Regions from separate parts of the Mus musculus genome. Here region 2 is linked to region 1. The links are chromatin contacts, called in public promoter capture Hi-C maps. All regions are on one chromosome and are shown on one strand. Each heading gives the region's core, a stretch centred on a gene start, on an enhancer-like site or on the middle of the called end of the contact. The rest is flanking DNA. Distances are from core to core; before and after follow the strand shown. Region 1 holds the start of Polr2b (polymerase (RNA) II (DNA directed) polypeptide B). Region 2 holds the start of 4930524J08Rik.

Region 1 (7,046 bases), core at 2,153-4,652:
ATATTAATTCCTATATTGTGATTATGTTATTAAAAACTCCTGCTACTTACTCTCTAATGTTTCTAATGAGAAATGCACAAAGAGAGGAAGAAAAAAAAAGAAAAGAAAAAGTAGGCCAGGTGGTGTCACACGCCTATAATCCCAGCAGTCGGCCAGGTGGTGTCACACGCCTATAATCCCAGCAGTCAGGAAGCAAAGGCAGGCAGACCTCTGTGAGTTCGAGGGCAGGGTTTACAAAAGCAGTTCCAGAGCAGCCAGCGCTACACAGAAAACCCGTCTCAAACAACAAGAAGCACACAAGCAAATCGTATGAGGTCAATATTTAAGGCTTCAATGAAGTGCATAAATGAATTTTTTAGCTTTTCTCTAAGGTGGAAATACTTTAAATAAATACAGCCAGTCATGGTGAGGTGCCCCTCTAATCCTAGCACTCAGAAGGCTGAAGCAAGAGGTTCAAACCAGCCCAGACTGCAGCAAGTTCCACAGCATCCAGCGCTGCATACAGTACTGTCTGCATAAAACAAAGCCAGCCCTGTAAGTAACTAATAGATGCTACATCCATTAGCAAGCACAGAGAAGACCAAGGTCTATCCAGAAGGAAAAGAACAACAGGACCAGACCTTCTAGTATCGACTAAAGCCTGTGCCATTCGGTCGAGTTACCTGATCACGATCCAGCATGCTTCCTGCCACAGATCCGGAGTGATCTCATCGTCGTCTTCATCATATTGCATGTCTGCAAAAACAAAACACTATGCTCACTGGCCCTGACATGCCACGAGTTCACAGTCACCTCCATGAAGTAAATAGCACTCTGCTAAATAAAAGGCAACCACGTCACCCGACTTTCCTAGAATTTCAGACAATTAATGTCATATGCCTATGTCATATTAATATTCTTCCTATATAGAGTTTTTACAACAAAGGTTCGGTTAAGTTGTGAGAATTTATAATTTCTGTCTGCTCAAGAAAAATCCATGTACTAAGAGCTAAGCAGGAGCAAGATCCTCTGACCAGTAAGGCCTCATAGACAACAATGAGAGGGAAAATTGTTTAACTTAGCAACACCCTGGGGTGGTCTATGACTTCAACATTTCATACATTTATATATGCATATTTCAAATGTATGATATATACATGCATGTACATGTGTGTGTGTATATATATATATATATATACACACTATGCATATATGTATAGTATATATGTATTATATATATATGGGTTTTTGGGGTTTTTTTTGAGACAGGATCTCACTATGTAGTCTAGCTACAAGAACTGGCCTTAAACTTACAGAGATCCTCCTGCCTCTGCCTCTCAACCTATGACTAAAGACATGTGCCAACATGCCTGGCCTTTTCCAAAGATTCCCAACCCTCTTCTTTGTGATCTTGCCCCTCCTATCAAGATAAGGAGTCAGCCAGGCATGCTGGTGCACACCTGCCGTTCCAGCACTCAGGAGGCAAGAAGTAGAAGGATCACCATAAATGACAGGCCAGTCTGAGAGACACGATGAGCCCCTGTCTCAAAAAGAAACAAAGATAAAGGGTCTATACATCCTCTCCATGGGTTTTCATAATTTTCAACTCTCCAGTAAAGCCTGCGGCTAGAATGAGGTCACATGGTTTCAGGACAAGGTCAGAAAAAGCACTGCAATTCTGACTTGTTTGCTCTGAAGGCCAGAACTGTCACTAAAAAGCTTCTAATACTTTCCCAATGCTCGCTGATAATGCCAAACTGTAAGAGCCACTTACAGACATTCCAGTCAGAAATCCCACAGATTTTCTCAAGGTTTACTTTTATTTTATGCATATGATCTTTATGCCTACATGCACGCATGGGCTCCGGATATGTACTATTGGATCTCCTAGATTCATGCACAGCACGTTCTGGGAACCAAACCCAAGTCCTCTGCAAGAATGAGCGACAAGTACTCTTAACTGCTGAGCCATCTCTCCAGCCCCCTTGATTCAGAAACTCTGAAAGAGAGTCAACTCATGCCCACCATGCCCTGTACAGCTTTCCAAATAGTATGACCTTCCCCCACCCCCTCCATGCCTAAGACTGACTGCAGAGCATGGCCCACACTAGGCAGTACGAGCACCAGGCTACATCTCCAGTCCAGTAAGAAAGCTTCGTTTGAGCATCACGCTCCTGTTAAAAGTATCTGAAGAGTGAAATATGCTCTACAGAAATATATAGTCTGAGGGCCATGAACCTGAATTCAAACTCCAGGACCTCTATGGTACACCCCATGAGTGCGCCCACATTCATACATATGCACAAAATAAATAAATGTCATATGGTTTTAAAGCTCCTAAATTTCCTTCAAGTAAGAATAACTTTAAAAAGAATATAACGATTCTAATAGATTCTAATGAGGTATGAATGGGTCTGAGACATTGAAGCAATTTTAAAAGTTAAAGCGTTTGCTTCTATTGTTTCCATGAGAAAAGGGGGAGGGAGGGGAATGCATAGGACAGCCACAAAGTTGGGAGCTGGAATAAAATGATTTTTGATCAGAGAAAAGGGAGCTTAAAAAAAACACACACACAACATGAAAATAAAATGGGTAGGACTAAGAAGTGTTCATACAAAAAGTAAAAAGCCATTTTGTCCTCGTGAAAATGGAAAACATACCATCCTAGAACTGTCATCTCGTGGGAAGTGACCGCTTAAGGCCATCTTTTAAGGCAGTTTACTTAAACTGAAGACAGTGTGAAGGAATGTCAACCCAGAACCCGTTCTTTGTCCCTAATACGTCCAGAGTTTAACAATGTCTAACACAAGGACGTGGTCAAAAATTGAGCTTCCTGGGCCTAGAAATATGGCTCAGAAGCAGAGTATGTGCAGACAGGCCCTGGGTTCAATTCCCTGTGCCGTTTAATAATAATAATAATAATAATAATAATAATAATAGCTATTCAATAAGTCGACTGAAATGATAAATGAAATCAATCAACATCAAACAACTAAATGTTAGTTAATAAGCTACGCTATGTCGATTCTGGAAGGTGGTTACAGATTTAACGGGAGGCCGTGTAGGGAGCAATCAAGCCGACCCAGGAACGTGAACCCCGAGCCTGCACCGCTAGCAAAGCCCACTTCGTTCCCGGGCTAAATCGTAGGAACCAGGCTGCCGGGAGCCCGCGCGCCACGGACGGGATGCGGCGGCTGGCGCTGATCCCTGCTGCAGGTCCCCCGCCGTCCCGCCTAAGGGGCTATAGCGTGAAGCGTGCCTCAAGCGGTCACTTACCCTCGTCGGCGTCATACATCTTGGCCAAAGGTTTCTGGAGCTCTTACTCGGAATCGCAAAGCTGGAGACGGGAAGCGCGGCGGCAAACTCAAGAGTGCGATACCAAGCAATGTCCGTCTCCGACGTTCCCAGAATCCTCGGCGTCTCAGCGAGGGGGCGGGGTGTGAGGCTTGCGCCTGCGCAGACGACTGGCAAAGGGTCTGGCTGGACTTGAACTACGCATGCGCGAGTGATGACTAGCTGGCTGCCGCTGAGGACAGACGGCTCCTTAGCCAGAAGTTAGGTTACGCTAATGAAAGTTTCTTGCTGCGTGTTTTGATTTGTTTGAAGATTTATGAAAGAAATGGCTCCGCGTGTGGACTGAGCACTGGAGAACCTTCTGCTCACCCAGCTCTATCGAGTCCGTGCCTTTGCACGTCTGCCTGAACTCTCGAGTTTCAGAGCTGTCATCGCGAGAGTGCGAGAATCGGCCGCACTGTTGGACAGTTCCCTCTCGTCTAGTCGCTGGGGGAGGAACTTCTCGGACGCGAGCGCGCGTGCGCGCGCGAGGCCCCGCCCTCCTCGCGCTGTCCACATGCTGCCCGCGCGCCTGGCTTGCGGGCTGCTCTGCGGGCTCCGGCGGGGCCCCGCGCCGGCCGCTGCGTGCTACGGCCCAGCACGGTGGCTTCTGGAGGGGAAGTGTGAGGTCCCCATCCGCCAGCGTGCATCATCCTTGGGCCGTCGGGTTCCCCCGAGCTCCACGGCGACCGAGGACTATGCAGAAGGCCCGGACACGGAGGAACGCTTTCTGTTCCCGGAGTACGTCCCGGAGCGGACCCCGGAGGAACAAGTGCGGGAGTTGCAGGAGCTGCGGGAGTTGCAGCAGCTGCAGCAGGAGAAGGAACGAGAGAGATTGCAGCAGCGGGAGGAGCGGCTTCAGCAGAAGCTGCGGGCGGGCTTCCGGACGCTGCCTGTCCCGGAGTTTCCAGACGCCTCGGTGCCGCCCAGCGGCATCTACTGCTCGGGCTGCGGAGCCGAGCTGCACTGCCAGCATCCCGGCCTGCCGGGCTACCTGCCGGAGGAGAAGTTCCGCGACGCTGCCCAGGCGGAAGGCGGCCCGGCGCGGACCGTGTGCCAACGCTGCTGGCTGCTGGTGCACCACGGACGAGCCCTGCGCCTGCAGGTAAGCCGCGATCAGTACCTGGAGCTTGTGAGCGCAGCGCTGCGGCGTCCCGGGCCGGCTCTGGTGCTCTATATGGTGAATCTTCTAGACCTGCCGGACGCCCTGCTGCCCGACCTGCCCAAGCTGGTGGGCCCCAAGCAACTCATCGTGCTGGGGAACAAAGTGGACCTGCTGCCCCAGGACGCTCCCGGCTACTTGAAGCGGCTGCGGAAGCGGCTGTGGGACGATTGCATCCGCGCCGGGCTCGTGGTGGCTCCTGGTCATCAAGGACCACAGTACCCTGCCGGGGATGAGCCACTGGAGGAGATAAAGAATCAGAATCCGTCCTCCAGGTCCCGCACGGTAGTCAAGGACGTGCGACTGATCAGCGCCAAGACGGGCTATGGAGTTGAAGAAATGATCTCTGCTCTTCAGCGCTCCTGGCGCTACCGTGGTGATGTCTACCTGGTGGGCACCACTAATGCTGGCAAGTCCACTCTCTTTAACACACTCCTGGAGTCTGATTACTGCACCGCCAAGGGCTCCGAAGCCATCGACCGGGCCACCATCTCCCCCTGGCCAGGTGAGGCCCCATTGCTGAGAAATTAGATTTGACCCAGGCACCTAGTACATATCCTTAAATGTCCACCTTGAGCTGCCTGGAGCCGTCCCTTTAAAATGTCTTTCCTCTCTTTGGACATACCTCTTGTGACAGGTTAGTGTTTGGAAGTTCGATGCATGTTTGGTTTTCTAATAGAGATGTTTCTAGAGGGACTGGGGCTAAAGTGCTTGCCTAGCATGCACGAAACCTGAGTTAGTCTACCGCATCCAAAAGGATGTGCGGTGGCAAACTCCTGTATCCCCAGCATTAGGGAGGTGGAGGCAGGAGGAGATCAAAGCCATTCTCAGCTACATCGTTGGAGGCTACCATGGGATCCATAAACAAAATAAACTTTTCTTTTTACTCTAAGACCCCTTACCCCCCAATCTTACTCTTCATTCACCCCCTGAATTGACTTATTCTTGGACTGTAACACATATAAAAGAGCTGATACAGTATGGTGTGGGGAGATATCTCAAGAAGAAAGGACAGTTTTCTGAGAAACTAACAGCTTGGCATGGTGACACTGTTATCAGGGCTCTAGGGAGGCAGAGCCTGAGGCTGCCATGCAAGAGCCTGTCTCAAGGAAAAAGCTGAGGAAGGAGGAGGGGAAACATGCATACTTGGAGAGCTATAGTCTTAGGAATTAGGTTGTGTTCCCTTGAAACCAGAGTTTAACTCCGTTAGCTACCCTTTGGCACTGAGTATTTAAAGCTGTCTATGTACCTTGGGTGTACTACAGCAGTGCACAGTCATGACGTCTTTGGGAGTCAACCCTCTCACTGGGATTGCCTAAGACCATCAGAAAGCACAGTTATTTACAACTTATAACAATAGCAAAATTACAGTTATGAAGTAGCAACGAAGGATAATTTTGTGATTGGGGGTTATCACAACATGAGGAACCATGTTATCTAAATGGTCACAGCATTAGAAAAGTTGAGCACCACTGATATAGACGATAAGTAGGAAAGCAGGGGTAAAATGGACTTGCAAATTTTGTATCTAAATTCTCAGCCTACGAACCAGTCACCAGGCCTGTTTTCTCATTTGTAAAGGGTATGGAATAATTACATAGCAGTTGTCATGAAGATTAAAGGAAATAAATCAGAAATGTTTGGGTTTCTTCTCTCACATTCTTTTTGAAAAACATACTCTTTTGGTATTTCAGGCACCACATTAAACCTCCTGAAGTTTCCTATTTGCAACCCGACTCCTTACAGAATGTTCAAAAGACAAAGAAGGCTTCAAGAAGATGCGACCAAAGCTGAGGAAGATCTTAGTGAGGAAGAACAAAGTCAGCTCAATCAACTGAAAAAGCACGGCTACATAGTAGGTACGTATCCTTCCTCTACATAGTAGGTATGCATCCTTCCTCTACATAGCCATTTTCCCAGGAAGAGGCTTCCTTCCCTATTCTGGAATGTAGGCTTTTTGTAGGAAAGGTTACTATTGTTTGGAAACCCAAACTAGCAACGGCAGTAAAGGTCTTTGACGAAGTTCTCCATCTCTTTGTTATCTTTCCTGTGATTTCATTAATGAAAAAGAAAAAGGGATTTTTTTACCACCTGACAGAAAATATACACAGCCTGAAACAAGACCGACCGGAGAGAATGACCCACATTATCTTCTAAAAAGAAGACAAAAGTATTGTCATAGCCACAGTCTCATAGTCATACACATAGTTAGTTTGAGTGACTTATTTAAGGCAAACATAAAAGATGTCTTCAGAGCCCAGCCTAGTGGTGTGGTGTACACCTTTAGTCCCAGCACTTGGGAGGCAAAGGCAAGCAGACCTCAATGATGTCAAGGCCAGCCTCTTCTACATAGAGAATTCCAGGGTAGCCAGAGCTACAGAGTGAGACCCTTTCTCTGCAGGGGTAGGTCTTCAGGGATGTCAGGTACATACCTGGAATCACAACACTTAGGAGATTTAAAACAAAAACAAAACAACAGAAAAACAGAACTCAGTTTCATAGTGATTTTGAGGCAAGTCTGAACTACATGAGATCTTTTCCAGAATACAAACAACAACCAAGATAAATACAC
Region 2 (7,206 bases), core at 43-2,542, about 23 Mb before region 1:
TTCCACTATTTGATGCATATTCTTTCATTTTATGGATTCTGTAACAAACTGTAGTGATAAATCTTGTTTTAATCGTTGGGATTTTCAGATTATGTACAGTTACTGTAAATTGACTTAAAGTACACCATGGGAAGCATTTATTTAAAATTTTTTTATGTGTTTTGCTAAGGGGTAATGCCAGGTTGGCCTCAACAGTCCTTCCTCCCTTCTCTGGGATCACAGTTCTGGGATTACAGCGTGTACCTAATTAGCTGGGCTGAAGTCCTGTCCCTGTATGCTGTCTTTTGTAAACTTCTCCAAACCCTGTTTGGAAACTGGATACTTACTAAGCAGTCGAGTGGTTGACGACAAAAAAAACCAAACCAAACCAAACCAAACCAAACCAGAAATTCCATTTTCTTCTAAGTCTTGCAGGAAGCTTCAAAGTCTAACTCCTGAGTAGGAATTCCAATAGGTTTCTTAGCGATTAATTTTAAAATCGTGAATCACACGCCTAACGGCGTTTCATTTTTTTCTTTTTATAAAATCGCCACCTCAACACCACAAACCCAGAAACCTCGTAAAGATGATTCATGACATTTATATATCCTGTTTAATACAAGGACTGTAACTCGTAAAAAAAAAGGAGCCCTGGAGTCGACCTTAATACATACACTTCCCAATCCATAGTGACTTCAAAGAATCGTGGCCGGCGTTAGGCTCTTGTAATAACGGAGGCAAAGCTTAAGACTAGGGAAGCAACTCTGAGAAGAGGCAGCCTCGACCATCAAAGCCGCCTTTGGACAGCGCCGCGGCGGAGCCTCAATGTCACCCGGCGCAGGGACGGCGGAGCACTGCACAGGCGCGGCCCGCTGCCCCACGCAGGTCCCGGGGCCCACAGCCGTGGCTCCCTGAGGGCAGCCTCCACGAAGTCTCCGCTGGGGATGGACGAACCACACCCCTCCAGGTCGGCCGCGCCTGCCAACCAAAGCCGAGGAGCGGCCGGTGACTCCAGGAATCCGCGGAAGGGCGGGGCCAAGGGACGGGGGCGGGGGAGGCCTCTCTAGCCGCGCCCTCGAACCAGCGCTCCTTGTTCTCGATGGTACCCGCGCGCCCCTCTTGCGCACGCCACTTCCGGTCCTCTTTAAAGGCCCGCGCCGCGCGACCGCGGGGCGTGAGAGCCAGTCGGAAAGGGACGGGGAGGGCGGGGCCTGCGCGGGGGGCGGGGCCTAGCGGTGGACGGGGGCGGGGGAGGCGCAAAGGGCGCGCTCCGGAGCCACGTGACCGGGACGCGCCGTTCTTCCGTCGGCCATTTTAGGTGGTCCGCGGCGGCGCCATTAAAGCGAGGAGGAGGCGAGAGTGGCCGCCGCTGCTACTTCATTCTTTTTTTTTTCAGTGCAGCCGGGGAGAGCGAGAGAGCGCGCTGCGCGAGAGTGGGAGGCGAGGGGGGCAGGCCGGGGAGAGGCGCAGGAGCCCTTGCAGCCACGCGCGCGCCTTGTCTAGGGTGCCTCGCGAGGTAGAGCGGGCATCGCGCGGCGGCGGCGGGGATTACTTTGCTGCTAGTTTCGGTTCGCGGCGGCGGCGGCGTCGGCGGGTGTCGTCTTCGGCGGCGGCAGTAGCACTATGTCGGAGGAGCAGTTCGGAGGGGACGGGGCGGCGGCGGCGGCAACGGCGGCGGTAGGCGGCTCGGCGGGCGAGCAGGAGGGAGCCATGGTGGCGGCGGCGGCGCAGGGGCCGGCGGCGGCGGCGGGAAGCGGGAGCGGCGGCGGCGGCTCTGCGGCCGGAGGCACCGAAGGAGGCAGCGCCGAGGCAGAGGGAGCCAAGATCGACGCCAGTAAGAACGAGGAGGATGAAGGGTGAGTAAGGGGCGGCCCCGGGCAGCCGCTCGCCAGGCCCCCTCCCCCTCCCCGCCATTAGGCCTCGCTCCCGCGACCGCCCGCCCGCCCGCAGGCCCCAGTGCAGTCGCCCCCTCGGCCGCCCCTCTTGTACCTCGGGCTCCCCCCCGGGCCTGCATCTCCTTCCCTGCCTGCTCGCCCCCTCCCCCATCACACACGTTTCCACCTTTAGCCGTCACCATGCTACTCCGCGGCCCGCCCTCTTTCCTCCCTCGCCGCGGGTCTCCTCCCACCGATGTGGCCGCCAGGATTTTTTCCCGCCTGTCGGAGCTTACCCTCCCACCCCACCCCCACGTCTCCCGGATTTCTAACCTCTTAGGCTTAAAAATGCAAACGCACAGAAAAGCTTTTTACCAGGGTTGCCAAGGTTGGTCGGGCGCTTCGCCCTCGCCCCCGAGACGGTGCGATTATTGACACGCTCTTGCTTTGGGAAAGCTGTAGGCTGTCCACCTCTCTTTTCTCCCGCGTCGGCCGCAGGCCATTGCTTTTAAATAGTTTTCGTCTTAGGATTCGTTCGTTCTGTCCACTTTACGCTGTCACCACGACACGCTCCTACAGGCCCTGCGTTTGTGCTGTAGACAGACCGGGCCTGCCAAAGTCCCTGGTCTGCTGGCGCGTTGGTGTGGCTCCGCGGGCTCCATTTAAGTCCTTCCTGGTCGATGGGGCCTGTACTTGACTGGGGCTCTTCCACCTCCCGCCTGCGGTTGCCCTTCCCCCATTCTGCCAAGTTATTCTCTCTATGCACCCTTTTCGCGCCCTCAGATTCTGGGTTGCCTATTTGTACAGATTGTAGTCTTTCCTTATTTAGTCTGTGCAACTACATTTTTTACATCTCTCTCCCGCCTTTTCAGTGCCCAGGAGCCTGTTTTGGTTTCTTCTCAGTCTCACCCTCTCACTATTGTTCAAAGGAGCCCACTCACCCTTTAATACGCAATAAATCCTGTGGTGGTCAATGAATTAGTTTTTTTCAGGTTTTTTTAAAATACTAACTTGCTTCCTTTAATTGAAGTAACTTATATCGCCACCAGAAGCTGCTTTTAATAATGTTAAAATGCAGCCTTTGGGAGCTGAGTATCATTCAGGAGACAAGGAAAGGGGGTTCGATCCGGGTCCTTAGATTTTCTTGTTCCCATTACAGATTGCTGATCTTGAGTTATGGTTTCGATACTTTTTATAGTGGGGCTGTGCGTATGCAATTTTTTTCACTATAACCAGGAGAAAGTTTTGGTGGGGAGTTTTTAGAAAGGTGTCATTTTAACCCGTGATTTCCACTACTGGTTAAGAGTATAAAATTTGTAGGGGTGTTGGGACAGTGGAGAAGGACTTGGAGTATAATGTTTAAGAAAATCTCAGTTCAGGCTGATTCTCTGCAGTCTGCTAATGGTTGTACTGGCTTTAGTGGGGAGTTGAGGGTGGGATGGGAAGTGAATTTAATTAAATGGAACTAATATTGAACGATGTGTGGCTTAATTTGAGAAGGGAATACATGTTAAATATTTGAAGAAATTAAGGTTTTTTTTTTTTTTAACATTTTGGTTTTTGCTTTCTGAATTCTGTTCTTTGGACAGAGGCACCAAAATGGTTAATTTGTAACTGGGGCAGGCTTTCTATTACCCTTGAGTTTTGAAGTTAGAAAGTAGCTAGCTGTTTTTGAAGTTTTTTGTTGAACTGAAATATAAATGAATTAGTTTTTAACCCTAACAATGTCAAAAACTAAAACTAGAATTTTGATTGGTTGCTGTACCGGTTGTTAATTCCCTAGCCATTCAAACTCCTCCCCACGACACACTGAAGCAGCGGCGGCACAGCGGGAAGAATGGTAAAACTTTTACATTTTATTTCTGTCTTATAAAGATTTCAGTAGTCATAACATGCAGAGGCTCTGTAATTTAGTTGCCCATTGAGTCCCAGGAGATTTAGACATTAATACTGTAGGCTGAGTCTTGTGCCTGGGATGTAAGGCCTTTCTAGATACCCTAAATAATCTGGGCAAGAACGCCATTGCGTGATATGCTGTGTGGTAATGCATGATGAGTTGACAATTTGACCAACCTAAACTAAATGTAATTATTAATTTTTCTTTTAAATATGGGCAAACAAAAGTTACTGTATTTTCATTTAGTTTTTATTAGGTTGAAATATTTTTGTTTAAATTCTAAGCTTAATGCTAAATATAAAGGTTACTTGATAAAGATACTGCGTGTTAAAATGTCTTGCATGTTATACTGAAGTATTCTGTCAAGTAGACAGTTCCTTAAGTATTACTATGCTTTATGCAAAGTCCTGTATACTTTAAGCATTGTGTATATATTCATAGGTGGGCTAAATGTGGCTTTCCACTACAGCTCTTATCAGGCTTTTTATTTTCAGTGTGATTTGGCTGGGATGTTAATTACAGTTGGTTGACATGTGTTCACATTTGCATGACTTCCCTTGGAGGCTGGTAGGTTGAGCATTCTTTTTACCCCACTTCTCCCCCCTGAAATGTCAGTCTCTGCCCTTAGGGTCATACTTTGATCTTTACCATTGGAGGTTAGAAAGCCAGTACATTGCCTATGTCTGTACAAACCATATTCTATTAAGTTATTTTGGATAACACTTAAATTTTATATGTTTTTTTTTTTTTTAACTTCCCTTCTACTGATATTTGTCCAGTTTTAAGTTGGGGGTAAAGAAGTTTAACAGATAAAAGAAACAAAATGGAAAAAAACAAACTAGGGTCTGAGTGTGACATAATAATGTTTAGATGAATATTCTGTCTTGGTGCCTGCTGGGCACAGTAAGTTGACTAATGATGGCAAATTAAACCTTATTTGACTTCTATTTGAACCTTAGTTGTTTGTAGTAAGTTGAATTGACCATGTTTTAGATTAGAAGGTCATTCTTTTTACTGTTTAAAAAAGTTATCTTTGTCCCCTCGTTCAATAAGTAGCAAATGCTTGTAGAGCTTTCTGGGATCAGTTTTTGGAGAAAGTTTGATAACTTAAGTGTAAATGTTATGGAACTGTCCAGATAGATGATGCTGGGTCTCCACTGGCAGCCTTTCTGAAGTAGTAGGTTTTACTCAAGCAGTCTTGTACTTAGACGGCATCCTTACTCTCCAGCACTTGTTTTGGAGACAGTCTCACTGCGTTGCCCAGGCTTAGGAGGCTCTTCAGCTGCCAAGTCTCTTGGACTACAGGTGTGTGGCCACTGTGACCAGATGTCCCCTGTTGTTCTTCCCACCTCTTTCTCTAATTTGATTTGATAAATGTCAATTTACCCAACTCCGTTTTGTTGCAGATGCTAGACTTTCTGAGCAAAACAATGAAGATCTTTAAGCATACCTTTTTGGTATCTATATGTGTACACTCCATGTTTCTGTTTTCCACACCAGTTTAATAATATAATCTCTGTAGTGGAGATGAGACCAGTCAGTAGATTAAATGCCCTGTGAAGTTAATTTCTTAAAAACACTTTGGTGTGCAGTGCAGCTCCTGTTAAAATGAAGTTTCATCTTGAAGTACTATTTTTGAGGAAAGGTCTCCTACATGCCTAGGCTGACCTTGGCCTAATATTCCTGTGTCCACCTCAAGTGTTGGGGACTGTAGGTAAATGCTACTCTTCCTGGTTTTCCTGCTAAAATATTTTTTAAAGATGAGTTTGTTATTTGACATGCTTTATTATGTATTATTGTTTATTCATATGTGAACATGAAGTTATTTTTAGAAAAGCACCCTTGTTTCAAGATTAATGAGTTTGTTAAGTGTCTCATCATAGTGAAATTGCTTTCTGAGTTACTTTAAAATTGTGTTTTGATGTTGGGTTCACGTGTGTGTGTGTGTGTGTGTGTGTGTGTGTGTGTGTGTGTGTGTGTGTGTGTGTGTGAGAGGAGGTTAGTGAGTCTGCTCTCATTCTGTAATGTGGGTCCTGGGGATTGGACTCTGGTCATCTTGTTGGCCACTTTACTATCTACAACTTTTAAGATCCCTGTTATTTCTTAGATATAATTAGTTGCATTGGAATTCCTCATTTTGCTTTCAGTTTGTAGTCTTTATAGTGCTCTGGTTCTTTGGGGGTAGGTAGTGTCTGCTGAAATGTGCATGCCACATTGTATGGAGGACAGTTTTGGAAATTGAAAGAACATTGGAAACCTAGAATACTGTGTCAGTTTTGTAGACAGTTTTACCAGCTTAGATACAATGACTCATCATTCCCACCCTAACCCCCACCTCCAGAATGTGGTTGAGTAGGAAGCTCGACAGTTTCATTGAGTTGTCAGTGGAGCACTTGTCAGGGCAGTACCCAGCTGGCCTGGAACCGTTAGTGTGTGAGCTCAAGTAGAATCTTGTGGAGATTGTTCTCTGCTGTTTGAGAAGGGGATCACACATGTCTTTAAAATATTGGAGAGTATAATAGAAACCCCAATGTTACTGGAACAGTTTGAACATTGCTCTGGGGGGGGGGGGGGACGACGACCTTGAGTATCGAAGTGCTAGATTGACTGGCCTTGATTTAGTGAGATTGGATTTATTGGCCAAGAATGTAAGTCCATGTGTGTCCATGTTAATTTCTTTTGGTAAAATTGGAAGCTGAAGCCTTAGATTTAGGAGAAGAATATTCAGTGTTTTTTTTCCTGTCCATAGTGGAGATAGCTCATAAGGCTTCTTAAGTGTGTGGGCAATGTTGTGTTCTTGAGCCATATCCCCATCCAGGAATACTAGATTTCGATAACACTTGTCGTCTGTAGGAGAGAGATGGAATAAACAGTCCCGGGACTAGACTGGAATATCATCTAAAGTCTCAGTATTTTGTTTTCCAAGACAGGATTTCACTTTTTAGCCCAGAGATATGGACTGCCACTTCTTGGCAACTTCTTGTTTTTGACGCAACACCTTAAACGTCAACAAGTTTTCTTTGTGTTTAATGACATCTTCTATATATTGTTTTAGTAATTTAACCTGAGTAGTCTGAGGTATGTAAGACATCTCATGTTTATAGTTAGATTGGTAGATGCATGTAGTTCTGTACCTCATAGTTCATTTTGCTGTGACTTAAGGCCATTAGGAAAGATAACTAACCATCTTTATCCTTTAGGTGATGTTAGAAGCCATGTCAGAGAACATAAATACAGACTGACTTCCTATTTCACTTAATGACTATGCTTCAAATGTGCATGCAAGCAAGTGAAGTGATGTGGAACTGGCTGGTTTGATCTGACTATAGTTGTGCTTCAGTGTTACAGTAAATAGGACACTAAACTGGATGCAGGAAGCCTGGGATTTGTTTCTGTTACTTCCACCACTGTGGTCTAAGATAATAAATAGAACACATTTTTACTTGGTTTTCTGAT

Evidence for each region. Promoter capture Hi-C pulls out the DNA fragments that hold promoters and counts their contacts.
Region 2: a contact with region 1 is called in a promoter capture Hi-C map of cranial neural crest. The contact joins the promoter of 4930524J08Rik here to the promoter of Polr2b in region 1.

The regions. Positions count from the first base shown.
Region 1 is chr5:77,306,840-77,313,885 of GRCm38.p6, reverse strand. Polr2b (polymerase (RNA) II (DNA directed) polypeptide B) reads right to left here and starts at 3,402. Exons shown (of 25, transcript NM_153798.2): 1 at 3,256-3,402; 2 at 663-735. The coding sequence starts at 3,274. Noa1 (nitric oxide associated 1) reads left to right here and starts at 3,800. Exons shown (of 7, transcript NM_019836.3): 1 at 3,800-4,979; 2 at 6,169-6,333. The coding sequence starts at 3,830.
Region 2 is chr5:99,973,021-99,980,226 of GRCm38.p6, reverse strand. 4930524J08Rik reads right to left here and starts at 1,292. Exons shown (of 2, transcript XM_030254981.1): 1 at 1,275-1,292; 2 at 561-1,190. The coding sequence starts at 1,292. The coding sequence ends at 675. Hnrnpd (heterogeneous nuclear ribonucleoprotein D) reads left to right here and starts at 1,289. Exons shown (of 9, transcript NM_001077265.2): 1 at 1,289-1,835; 2 at 3,637-3,693. The coding sequence starts at 1,603. Gm42127 (a long non-coding RNA gene) reads left to right here and starts at 3,700. Exons shown (of 2, transcript XR_880475.1): 1 at 3,700-7,206.